2 separate regions of the Gossypium arboreum genome follow, and region 1 is linked to region 2. Evidence: chromatin contacts called from public Hi-C data. All regions are on one chromosome and are shown on one strand. The core of a region is the stretch at or near the end of the contact, and the rest is flanking DNA. Distances in the headings are between cores, read along the strand shown. Region 1 holds the start of LOC108471302 (protein NRT1/ PTR FAMILY 6.4-like). Region 2 overlaps LOC108489294.

Region 1 (6,162 bases), core at 2,335-4,834, 170 kb after region 2:
GATATGGAGGATCATATTACGTGGTTATATGTTTCCCTATAGGTCATAACCACCTAGACCTACTTGATGACCCTTTTTAACAATTTATGGGATTCTTTAGGGGTCAGCTTTCAACTTCCTTATTGTGTTTCGTCCAACACTTGTTCTGTGCTATGTTTCCTCGATGTATTGGCATTAAAGACTCACTCTTCGGTTGCTAATTTCCTCGAACCCGACATTTTTAAACTCATCAACTGGTTCTGAACGGGGAATCCTTCTACATATACATTCATAAGTTGCTTCACTATGGCTACTAGGCAGTTAAATGCAATATGTCTGATTGATCGTTGAAGTCAGAAACAGTGGATGCATGATGTGTCATCCAACTCTAGATTTGTGGGAGCACAAATGAAGATCAGATCTAATTAAACACGACTTTATTGAGCAAGATAAGTAAAAATGTCCCCTATAATGTTGCACAGCTTAATAAGAAGTATAAGAAAGAACAATGGAATAATCACCTTACAAATTACCCATGACAGATAGATATGAGCCTCTTCCTTTTAACAAGCCAAAATAACGAGTATACTATATCAGTCCAACGACTCATACAACCTTTAAAGGTACACATAGGCTATGGTTCTACTTCTCCCACTGCCTGAAGACTTGCTTTCTTCTCCATGTCTTGTATGGTTTCGCCATTCAAGCCCTTAAGTTCCTTCTCTCCAGACTCGGGCTCTATAGGCAGCTGCATCTTGTACTGATGTCTTGATGCAAAGATTAGAAAAACCAAGAAATTCAAGAATCCTAAGACTGCAAGTAACCAATAGAAGTTATTTAACTTTCCTTTATTCAAATTATTCCTAAGCCAGTTCCTGTTGGTTACATGGTCGACGATAGACACCAGCAAACTGCTCACAAAGAACCCCATTGAAATGGTGCTCAGGAAAAGCCCTGTGCTCATGGATTTCATCCGGTCTGGTGCCTCTCTAATAAAGAACTCAAGTTGTCCAACATAAGCAAAAGCCTCCCCAGCACCAACAAGGAAGAACTGAACAAGTAGCCAAAAAGCACTTATTTTGACTTCTTTCTCTACAGCAATTTCCCTCCTTTCTTTCTCAATAATAGCAGCCCCTACCATAGCAGCTACAGAAAAAACTAGTCCAATCCCAATCCTCTGGAGGCTAGTGATTCCCTGAGGATTATGGGTGATTTTTCGAGCCAAGGGAACGAAAAGTTTTTCATTTAGGGAAGTGAAGAGGAGAATGCTGATGATGAGAAAAGCGGAGAAAGATCCTGCGGGGATTACGAAAGAACCAATTTTGCGGTGCATGATGGTGGCTTGCTCAACTGTAAACGTGGTCATCTGGGAGTAGATTGTCCAGAAGAGTATACACGTAGACCAAATGGGGAGTAATTTAATCACCATTTTTACTTCTTCCACATGGGTCACAGTTGATACTAGCCATGGGTTATTTTTTTCTGCGTTGGCAGCACAGTTGTCGTCTAGGATTGCAGCCTTGTCCAGAAACCTAGTCATCACAAGCACGTTGAAATCAAATTTGGTTACTTTTCTGGCAAATATGTAATTAGTCAATTAATTCTTTTGGCTCTTGATGCAAACATGGTCAGGGAAACTTGGAACAGATTCTCCTCTTTCTACTAATGCATAAATCTAAAAATTAGGTAGAATATCTTCAGCATGAAACAAAAGAAGCTGTTAGGAGCAGGGAGTTGTTTTAAGGTAAAATGAATGGCTAGACACTGATGGGAAAGGGTCAGATATCTGATTTTAGTTGCATTTCATGATCAAGTTGGAAGATTTCCTTTCCCTGCCTTTTTTTTTTTTGCGGGGCCCTACCTTTTACCATTTATTTTTCTTTTTAATATCTGTTGTGTATGAACTATGTTACGCATATTGGGCTACGAATGTTAGATTATCTGTTTATATAGATACGTTTATTTTTATTTTTTAATAATCTACTTGGAAGGTTTGATCCTCAAACCCATATCTAATCATATGGGGGTTGGAGCAACATATGAACTGACAATGAAGCAAAATCCTTCAATTTGTATAAAAATAACTTAACACTAGCTCAATTTAAAATTAAAATGGTTTAATGTTCTTGAATCAGAGCAAAGTTTTGCGAAAAAAAAAATGAAATTTAAGCTTGGGTTTTGAATCTGATGCAAGTGAAAATCAAACCAAAACTCTGCAATTTGCAACAGTTGTGAAAAGAAAGATGTGGCATGAAAACCAAATGGGATCAGACTTACTTGAATCTTGGCGTGTAGGGAACCTTTCGGTTATCGTAATCGTTCAAGAGGCTAGGGTGGGAAGGATAAGGCTGATTTTTCTTCTTCAATGCCAATAATAGAACCCTCCATACGACAGTTAAAGGGCTCCCCTGAGGCTTTTTGAACCTGTACCATGGAGTCCCACAAATCAAAACCACTACCGCAATCACCATTGTTACTGCTGAAATCCCGTATCCCCACCCTCTTCCTACATTGTCTTGTATATACACCAGCACAATCACCGCAAACAATGACCCCAGGCTGATGCCGAAATAGAACCTATTGAAGAAGAAAATCATAGCCTTCTCCTCCTTGGGGTCTGCCACGTCGAACTGATCCGACCCAAAACCCGAGACATTAGACTTTATTCCCCCACCACCAAGTGCTGTTGTGTACAGTGCCGCATACAGCAAAGCCAGTTGCCGGCCGTTTGCCTCGATGCACTCGTGATGCTTCCTTCTGTAGTCATCACAGTAAGGAGGCCTCATGCTGGGAATTGTCGTAGCCAGTGTCAATAAAATCACTCCCTGAGTTAAGATGAGATGGCAGCCAAAAAAAGTTATATTAAAGTCTTTGTTTGCAAAGAAGTAGACGTAAAGATATCTTTTTTATTTCTTATTATCGGTAAGGGAAACCTTACCAGAGCAGTTATGGATGCAGAGAGTGCCACAGTCAAGTATCGGCCGAGTTTGGCATCGGCTAAGAAACCTCCGAGGAGACCAAGCAGATTAAGAGCGCCCATGAAGTTGGTAACTATAGTTGCGGATTTTGCTGCTGAGATATGCAAATCTCCAACTAAGTACGTCACCAAATTCATAGATATGCCCATCACACATATCCTCTCGGAGAGCTCAGATCCTGCACCAAAAATTTCCCTTCATATTAGCAAAAGAAGAAAGATGGGGACCAAGGTACACCGCACTTTTAAGCTTCTGAAATTCATCGTGAAACACCTAAGATGAGCCCTGCAGCGAGCCATCCACCGGTTTTCGACTTGTCCACCGGATTCCCGCGGAAATCAACCACGGTTCCCTCATTTGAATCATCTTTCTCACCATGGCTTCCAACCAAAACCTATGAGCATCCAAAGCAAAATCCAGGCAGCAAAGAAACTATTCATTATATGATCAATTATATTCAAGCATGCTAATAATAATTTTATAGAATGTATACTATACCATGATTGAAACTGCGCGCAAGAGAGAGAGAGAGAGAGAGAGAGAGAGAGAGAGGGAGGAAAATAGTAATGTTTAGCTCCAAATATATTATGAGGGGGAAACAGCAGGGGAGAAGTGCATGATTGGGGGTGGGGAATGCATGATATGGGCCTGGGTACTTACTAGCTGTATCTTCTGAGTTTCCCCAACTTGTGGTCGGGAGAGAGCTTTAAAATTTTTGTACAATGTGGTCTTTTTGGTGTTATTATCATCCTGTGTACTTGATGCATCTAAGAGGATTGTGTATAGTTTTACCTTCACATTTTCATTTAACTTGCAGGTTAGTCATCATTTAGTATCATAATTTGTAATTGCAAGGGTCATCATTTATGGTGTTGTCATGTCATGTAGGGTCGATGATAAACTCTTGACCGTTTGATTGTCACGTCATGTTGTGTTTAGCAACCGTCCATCACATTTTTGTTTGCTTTTAACCAAATTTTGAATCTTGGAAAGATCAATTGGATTTATTAAATACAAAGAATTTTAGTTCAATGGAGGTTGCCTCTCGCATACATCTGCAATTTAATACATCTTTCTTGCCTTTCTACAGGTTTTCACGTTATTAATTTAACTATTTTCGAAGTATACACTTTTTTAAATTGAATCAAATATTTGACATTATATTCCCTGGAGGGTTATATTCACCATGGTAAATTATGAGTATAGTCTTGCTTCTATTTTTATTATATAATTATTATTATTTATTTCCTCATTCAATTTTTTAAAATTAATTATATTTCCGCTTTTTTGTTGTTAGTTCAATAACAAAATTTAGACCTGTTCATATGTCAGGCTATTTGTTTATACCTAAAGGTTTGCTCGAAATTTGAGAGAATTTGGATAAAAATATTAAACCCAAAAAATGAATTTAGGTAAAAAAATTAGGCCTGTTTAAAATATGGACTGAGCTCGGGGTTTGAACATTCAAAGTTCGAGCCTAGTCCACTTTAACTGCTTTTAAGTTTATAATATTTTATATTATGTTATTTTTATATATTATGTAATTTAGAACACATTAAAAAAATAAATCTATATTAAATATATAATACTACTCTAATGTAAACATTAAAACAATGTTAAGATGACTATATACAAGTTTTTAATAAATAAAAAATGTATAAAATTATTATATATTAAAATAATATAATATAAATATTTTTTAAAAAATTTAAAATAATATGAGCAGACCTAAAATTAGTTTGAGTTAATTTTTAGCAAATATGAGTGGGTTTGGGCAAAATTTTAGACTCAGATTTCAAGTTGGGCCAGACTTGGACAAACATAAAGTATGTTAATATCATACTTAAACCCAACCCAAACTCGACCCATGAACACCTCTAACGTAATTCTAATGTGGATCTTTTATTAACACATAGCCATTTAATATTTACACATTCACTCAATTAGATCTTAAATCTAAAAAATTAAAAACCTCAATGTTTAAAAATTTATTATTTCAATTCTATTTTGCAAAAAATTCAAAAATTTAGCTCTCAACATTTACAAAATTTGTTAATTTAGTTATAATTCTAAAAATATTTCAAAATAAAATAAAAATATTAAAAAAATTGATAACAAATTATAAAAACGATTTAAAAATAAAATATTATAAAAATATGTTAGGATTGACCCGATTAAGCAACGAACAAGAAAAATAGCAGAATAAATTAAGAAATTAAACACACAAATTTAACGTGAAAAAACCCTTCCAAAGAGGATAAAAAACCACGGACAAAGATAACTTTACTATAATGGCAAAAGAACGAAGAGTACAAAAGATGGAGATAAAGACTAAACCTCAAAAACCCGAAAATAAAGAACCCTCAAAACGTAAACACGAAATTCTCTAAATGTGTTATCAGTTCTAATCTCTAATGGGTATATCTTTCTAAGGTTTTAAAATAACCTATTTATAGGCTAAATTCATAGGTCAAATAATAATAAAATAATCTAAACTAATCAGTGTTTGATGAAACAAGTAAACAGAGTTTAACTGAAAGGTTATTTTTCAAAATTGACCGAAAATAGGAGTCATATTTAACAAATCTCCACCTTGACTCATATTTTCACAACGCCATCTTTTCGAAAGCCGCCACGAGCCTATCTTGAATTATGCAGGGAATTAACTGAGTCGAATTTGTGCTTAGAAACTGGAAGACTTCTAGCCTTCGACTTGTACACTGTGAAATCAAAACTAAATCGGGTCTGATTTTCACGAACACAATGCCTTAAATTTTCAAAACCTGTATCCAAAAGAGAACCTCTCTTCAACGAAATGGTCATACCTTTTTCCCTTCTATGACCAAGTTGCCTCCGCTCTATCGAGGGACGTCCGATTTCATCAGTCACTGTAGAACCTTCCAGAATATAAAGACTACCGGTTCTTTTACCTTTTAAAAAAACGAGAGCTCTACGAGATACTTTAATGCCGCTTGACTCGATGTTAATTCTGCATCCTTTCAAGTCTAAAATACTCAAGGAGATGAGATTCTTTCATAAATCAGGTACATACCTGACATCTGAAAGTGTCCTAATCGTCCCATCGTGCATCTTAATTTTAACAGTACCAATACTAATTACCTTACTAGATGAATTATTTCCCATGTGCACAACTCTACCTTCAACCAAATTGTATGTGGAGAACTATTCTCTATTGGGACACATA
Region 2 (6,405 bases), core at 49-2,548:
GATTACTTTATCCTCGTGTGTTCAGATTTGACATCATTGGCCCTATATACCAGATTGATAGGAAATATAGAATACATTCTTCTAAGGCTTACTATAGGTAAGGTTTTTTCTTCTCATAAGTTCTGATATGTAGGTATGTCAGGTAATAAAAAAAAAGGTACCTGAATGATTGGAACATTTTAACATTTTCAGGGGTAACGACTCTGGTTTTGTGGATGGAGAAGCTGAAGCGATGTCTGAATAAGTTTTATGGAAAGATGAGTGCTGCTGGAAAAGGTATGGCGACAATGTTCTTCAACATCTACTTCAAAATGTAGATTCTTTTTCCTTTCTTTTTTGTCTTATGTACTTCGTTATTTACACTAAGTAAATTTTGAGCAGAAGCCATATGTAGATAAAGCTTCCTAGGGCTCAAGGAGCACTGTATTGTAGTTTGATATTGGCTTTTATTGTAGAACTATAAAATTACTCTGAATCTGAAGAATTGTAAGAACAAGAATATTACTCAAAGCTTAACTTGGTGATGAAATTATTTCAAGAAGTACCATTTACTGGGTATGGATTTTGAGTTCAAGCATTTGCAAATTTTTACTACAATCTTTTACGTCAGAAAAAGGAAAAACAAACTTAGATAAGAATTTAAAAACTAGTTTATATATATATGTAGAGAGAGAGAGATTTATATATAAAAGCATTCATTTGGAAATATTTTTAATCACTGAAAATTTTTATTATTCATTATTGTTATATCCAGGCCAAATGGGCTAAGGCCTGTAACAAGGCCCAAAAGAGCTCAAGTTCCAACTGGTACAAAGATCACATGAGCTTAGGCTTTATAAAGTACAAAACATAAATGCTATGCTAGTAAGAACAATGTCACGTGGCACGTAGAGGAATCACCTCTAGCTTTTATCCGACTCAAAAGCTATGCATAGTGTGACTTGCCAACATTCCTAGCGAATAAGAAACATTGCATTAGCTAAAAAGACTAGATCAGACTAGATTTGGGCAATTAAGGGGCAACTTAAAGCTTTATTACATATGTTAAAATTTAACTTAATTTTAGCTTTGACCACGTATATATTTGGATCCAGACCAACCACTTACGATCCTTGTTAGTCGATAGCAAGTTTTAGCCCAAATCCTATCTAATGACTAAGTTCTGGAACAACTAATCAACTAAAAAAGTCAACTTCAACTCATCGGTGTGTTTTCTCTAAGATGCCACCAGTTTGGTTTACTAATCAGTTACCATTGGATAATGCCAAAATCTTTTGAGAATTGGTCCTTCGCAACCACTTCTACCGTTACGACGATTGTAACACCCCCTTACCATGTAAGAAATGCTACATTTACGTACCAAACACATCACTCATGTTCTACTCATCTTTTAGACTCATTTGAAGCTATTTAAGGCTTCTTCAATAATTTCTAAACTGAATATGTAATCTGGTTGCAACCAGAGATCATTCAGAGACCCCTTGATGTAAAAAACAACATAAATTAAGAAAACAAGGTAGAGGTATTGACGCATGCCCCAATTTATCGGTACCTTGACCTTGATACTATTCATTTTTACATTATGTTTGAGCTTTATCAATACAAGCCCTCTAAGTATCAAAATTTGGGTGTATGGAAGCTAAAATCAAGCTTAAAAATACCTCAAAAAGTGTCATAACTTACTCCAATTAATCCCAATCATTCTCAATCATTCTTTGACCTTAAAATACTCCTAATTATCTTTGTAAACATCATGCAATTCATCTATTAGAGTTGTATGACCCAACTTCTTGTTAAAAAAAATAATGGCAAAATAAGGGGATCTGTGGGGGCAAAGGTCGAGGGCCATAGCCGCCGCAAATCTCCATTAAGTATAAAATTAGACTGGGGTCGTAACCGAGGGTGTGCCCTCACGATACGGTACAAGCTGTACAAGTGAAATCTGTATAAAAGTACACTTATTCTGTTTGATATTGATTAGAATAAGGTGTTTCAACCTTACTACATTGCTTCTATTTGACATTGATTATAATAAGGTTTTTCAACCTATAAATAGATGTAGTCTAAACTCCTCTTGTATCATTCAAATTTAACATTAGTGAATTTTCTTCTCCACTATCAATGGTTTTTCTCCCGAAAGGGTTTCCACGTGAAATCTGTGTGTTCTTATCTTTCTTTCTTTTTGCTTTGCGATCGTTTTATATTGTCATTGTCGACGTTCAACTTTTACATCATCCATGTTCAATCTCCATCTAATGTACCACAAAGGTTCAAAACCTCTCCATTTAAACAAAACTCAACTTTGTGCCAGTTCCCTAACTATCTATCACTTTCCTACTTACTGGATACCTAGGTACATGCCACACTAATTCAAAGACACAAAATCCATGGTTCTCAATTCTTACCTTATTGATGAGTTGTGATTTGACAAACCATGCTCAACCTTTTTTTTTGCACAAACACTTTCTGCAATCTACGCATTTGAAAACAAGTTAAGCTTCATAGGAGCTTAGTAAGTTGATCCAGGAGAAAGCAGAAGAAGATTGTATTCAAGTTGTTCGACTCGAGAAAGAAATATTTGGATCACACTTGAAAAGAAAAAAGACAAACAGATTTAGAAAAATAAGAAAAACAAAGAAAATTTTAAAAAATAAAAATAAGGATAAATATTCAACATAATAACTAAATAAAGAAAACAACTTGAATTTCTTATTGATCAAATTTGAGTGTTTTTGAGTTGTTTCATTATGCTAAATACAATGTTTTGGCCGATTTTGCTTGAACAGCCTCTAAAAATTGTCTTTACCTTTAATTTTTTTTTTTGAAAAATATTGATTTCAGTGGGTAAACGAATTCAAATTGATCTGAAATTTTGTTTACTATTTCTTGGAAGTTTATTAAATTGAAAAAAAATATTTCCCACAAAAAAATTGAAAAAATAAAGAAAAGTAAAAAAAAATTAAAAAAATTAAAAAAAAAACATTTGTGGGTTGAATTTTGTGCCCAAAATTTCCAGATCTTATATTTATCATATAAAGAGGCTCCAATTTAATTTTTGTGATTTTAGCACATCAGAAACACCTTGAACAAAAAATCCAAGTTGTTTTCCATTGTTTCGATTCGAGTTTTTTGCTGGGTAGTTTATTTTCTTTGATTCTAGCCTTAGGTTTTCTTTTGTTTTTAGCTTTCCTTTATTCTATTATACATTCTGACACATTTTTCCTTCTTGTATTAATAAATATAAAAAGAGTTGCCTCTCCTTTCTTCGAGTAACTTACTTCCCTTGGGGTCAAGTTTTTCTTTTGCTTTTTAAAGCATTAGGTCAGATTTGTTAGAGCGTGATCACCCATATTTTCAAATATTTTTTAGTTTGATTAATCTTTAAAAGTTACAAGAGAGAAAATCTTAATTTTTTTCTTTTGTCTCGAGTTGTTTATTTTTATGGTGAGTGCATAATGGTGAGGCTTGATTTTATTTGATCAATTTTCTGTTTGAGTACTTTTACTTTCAAATTCTTAAAATGGTTTGCACAAAGGAGAATGATAAACCTTGGGCAAAGAATAGATGCCATATTTGTAAAAAATCTGCATGAACATGTTGTTTCCAATGCCCAAAAATATTCTATTATTCATGGATTTGTTAGGAAAGACATTTGAACAAAGGTCATTGCAAGATACACACACTTAAACGACCTTTTGAGGAGCACAAAAAAATGTTTGGTGATAAGAGGGATCACCAAGACTCTAAATGCCAACAAGCAAAGGAGAGTAAGATTTATCTCTCACATGTTGTGAAATGTCATTGGTGTAGTTCAAAAGATCATTATGGTTCCCAATGTTTGATTCGCTATCCATCTAGTGATGAAAGTTGCGAAGAAGAACTTACGTATGACACTGAGCCTATTGAGGACTCTTCTTTTAGTGCTACCATTGACGATGATGATATGAATGAGAAAGAAACTTTGAGTGACACCATTTGTGAAGACAGTAAATGATTTTGTGCTTATTGTTAAGTCGAGATCTAACATTGCACCTTGTTCCAAAGTTGATGTTAAAGAAGGTGACAGTATAGTGAGAACTGTGATGATGATGACATTACACTTTGTGAACTGAAAAAAGTTGATAGTGAGAATTTGTTTCCTAGAGGCTATGGATTTGGACGAGTTAGACCTTTTTTGTCCTCCTAAATAGTTGTGTATTCTTATGAATTTAAAGTTCAAATTTTTTGTGAGGGGTTAAAGGGAATTGATATGATTCAAGTAAAAAGACTAAGAGAAAATAGACATTGAGCAATAAAAGTCAATTTAGTGGTCCAACTTTGGTGAGTGAAAATTCTTACAAGGTAAAATTAGAGAGTTTAATTCAAATTGAAAAAGAGAATACAAAGAAAGAGAAAAACTATCGAAAAGAGAGGAATGATTATGTTTTCACTAACCTTAATTGGAATTTGTCTAGTGGACTTGTTTCATTCTTTTAGAAATTTGTTGATCCTTTGAGAGAAGCTCAATTAACCCATTCCACCTACGATAAAGATTCTTTCCTATTCAAATAAGGACAAGATTCGAGGACAAATCTTTTTGAAGAAAAGGGGGATGATACATGTATGGATGGGGTAAAATTTATTAAATTTCATTCATCGAAGCTACCAATTTTCAAGTTTGGAAAGTTAATCAACTTGTGATGACTTTTTGGATGGGATCCAAACATTTTTAGGTTGAGATGGTCTTCATAGATTTTGAATATCTATCTCTTAGCTTCGAAATGCACTTTGAATCACTCAATTTTGAGTTTGTGAGCTCAAGTTAGACAGTTTTAGTAAAGACTGCACGAGCAGAAGTTCTAGACGAGATTGTTATGGAAATTGTGAGGTTCAAGCTTTTAATTTGAATTTAAATTATATTGGGTTCGATTTTTAGGTTTAATTTTTATTATACATGAGTCCAATATTGTATTTATTAGGTTTTATTATTTATTAATTTGAATTTTGGATATATATTTTAAGTATTTTAAGTTATTTAGAAGTATTTTGTTTTTAGTCAACAAGAAAAGTTAGTTTAAAACTACTTATTTAGATTAATTAGAATTTTAGTATACTTGAGAATTTTATTTGAATGTACTTAGCTAGCCTATAACAGCCTATCCATTGATCATTAGATACACAAATTTTTTTCATTAATAAAATTTCAACTCTGGGAGTTACTTTTTTTTGTGAAAGATTGCTTTCTTATGATTTTTTGAAGCAATTCTCTTCTCGATTTTCTTCAAGGAGTCGTGAGAATTCATTATTTTCATCCTTCAATTTGTCAAGGATTATTTCTTGGGGTGTTGATTAGAGCCATTAATTGAGTTTATTGGGGTTTATACCTCAAATGGTTCAATTGGACACTTATCCATCTATCCATTGATTTATTTTGGTTCATAAAACACATCTTCCAAAATAATCTTCCTAAAGTTATCAAAGTAAATATGTACATCTCCCACAACTTCAGTTGCTATAGTGGTCTCATTTCTGGTCCGCAATGATAGATTCTTATCTCTAAGATCTTTCGTCTCCTTGAACCCCTGTTGAGAAACATAAACATAATTAGTGACTCCCTAATCAATGACCTAGTAGTCTATTGGATCCTCCACTAAACAAGCTTCTACCATAAAGAGTTTCATATCTTTGCCTTTGGTGGCTAGGTTGTAATGACCCGGTTTCTAGTGGTGCCGGAAATAGTGGTTTTGGAACCCCGTTCTCTAATGGTCGAGTTCGTAAATATTATTTACTAATATTTACGAGATAGATATAGCGTTATTGTGAATTTTGACTGGATTTATTTTATTAATTGGTTAGTTAGTCAAGGTACAAGTGGTACGTACCGAAAGTCAATGGTTTTGGGACATGAGGTATCGAAACCTTGTTTTCACAATTTGAGCTCTTAAGTATTATTATTAAATATTTACAGAGTCATTTTATAAGTTAATTGAATTTTGGATAGATAATTTAGTCAAATTAATGGTTAGTTAAGGAATAAGAACTAAATTATAAAAGTAGTGAAATTTAACATTATTAATTTTATTAGATAAAAGGCCAAATAGTATAATTAAGGCTTTAAATGGTAATAAGCCCACTTTTAAAGTTATTGGATGGTAAGTGCATAGATTTGGATGAATTATATGTTAAAAATATATTATATTATAATTAAAAGTAATAAAAATATGTTATAACATAAAATTTAAAGTAAAAGAAAAGAAAAACATCATTTTTCTCCATCTTTTCTTTCTCAAAACCGAACTTAAGGAAGAATATGAAGGCTTCCAACATTCAAGCTTTGAGCTTCGATTGATTGAAAATTGGACCAAACTGAAGAAAATCGGCGAAATGATAAAAAATTCAGAGTAGTCCTCGACACTCCTATCCTTG

What was found. A called contact is a pair of places that touch in the nucleus more often than the background predicts.
Region 1: a contact with region 2 is called in a Hi-C map of leaf, with 2.2 times the contacts expected there. The contact joins the promoter of LOC108471302 here to the enhancer-like site in region 2. A contact is called at or near these places in 2 of 5 Hi-C or Micro-C datasets (both in leaf).

What each region holds. Positions count from the first base shown.
Region 1 is chr7:49,741,880-49,748,041 of ASM2569848v2, forward strand. LOC108471302 (protein NRT1/ PTR FAMILY 6.4-like) reads right to left here and starts at 3,585. Exons shown (of 5, transcript XM_017772963.2): 1 at 3,456-3,585; 2 at 3,231-3,351; 3 at 2,918-3,135; 4 at 2,257-2,804; 5 at 402-1,511. The coding sequence starts at 3,458. The coding sequence ends at 614. LOC128295254 (a long non-coding RNA gene) reads left to right here. Exons shown (of 3, transcript XR_008285600.1): 3 at 2,938-3,989.
Region 2 is chr7:49,572,318-49,578,722 of ASM2569848v2, forward strand. LOC108489294 reads left to right here. Exons shown (of 16, transcript XM_053030721.1): 15 at 193-276; 16 at 382-558. The coding sequence ends at 398. Among protein-coding and RNA genes, the nearest start is that of LOC128295353, 17 kb to the left of the region's middle. Within about 2 kb of position 1,299, at least 2 of the 2 cell types and tissues checked have an H3K27ac peak or open chromatin away from gene starts, as enhancers often do. A contact at or near this core is called in leaf, where this site is marked.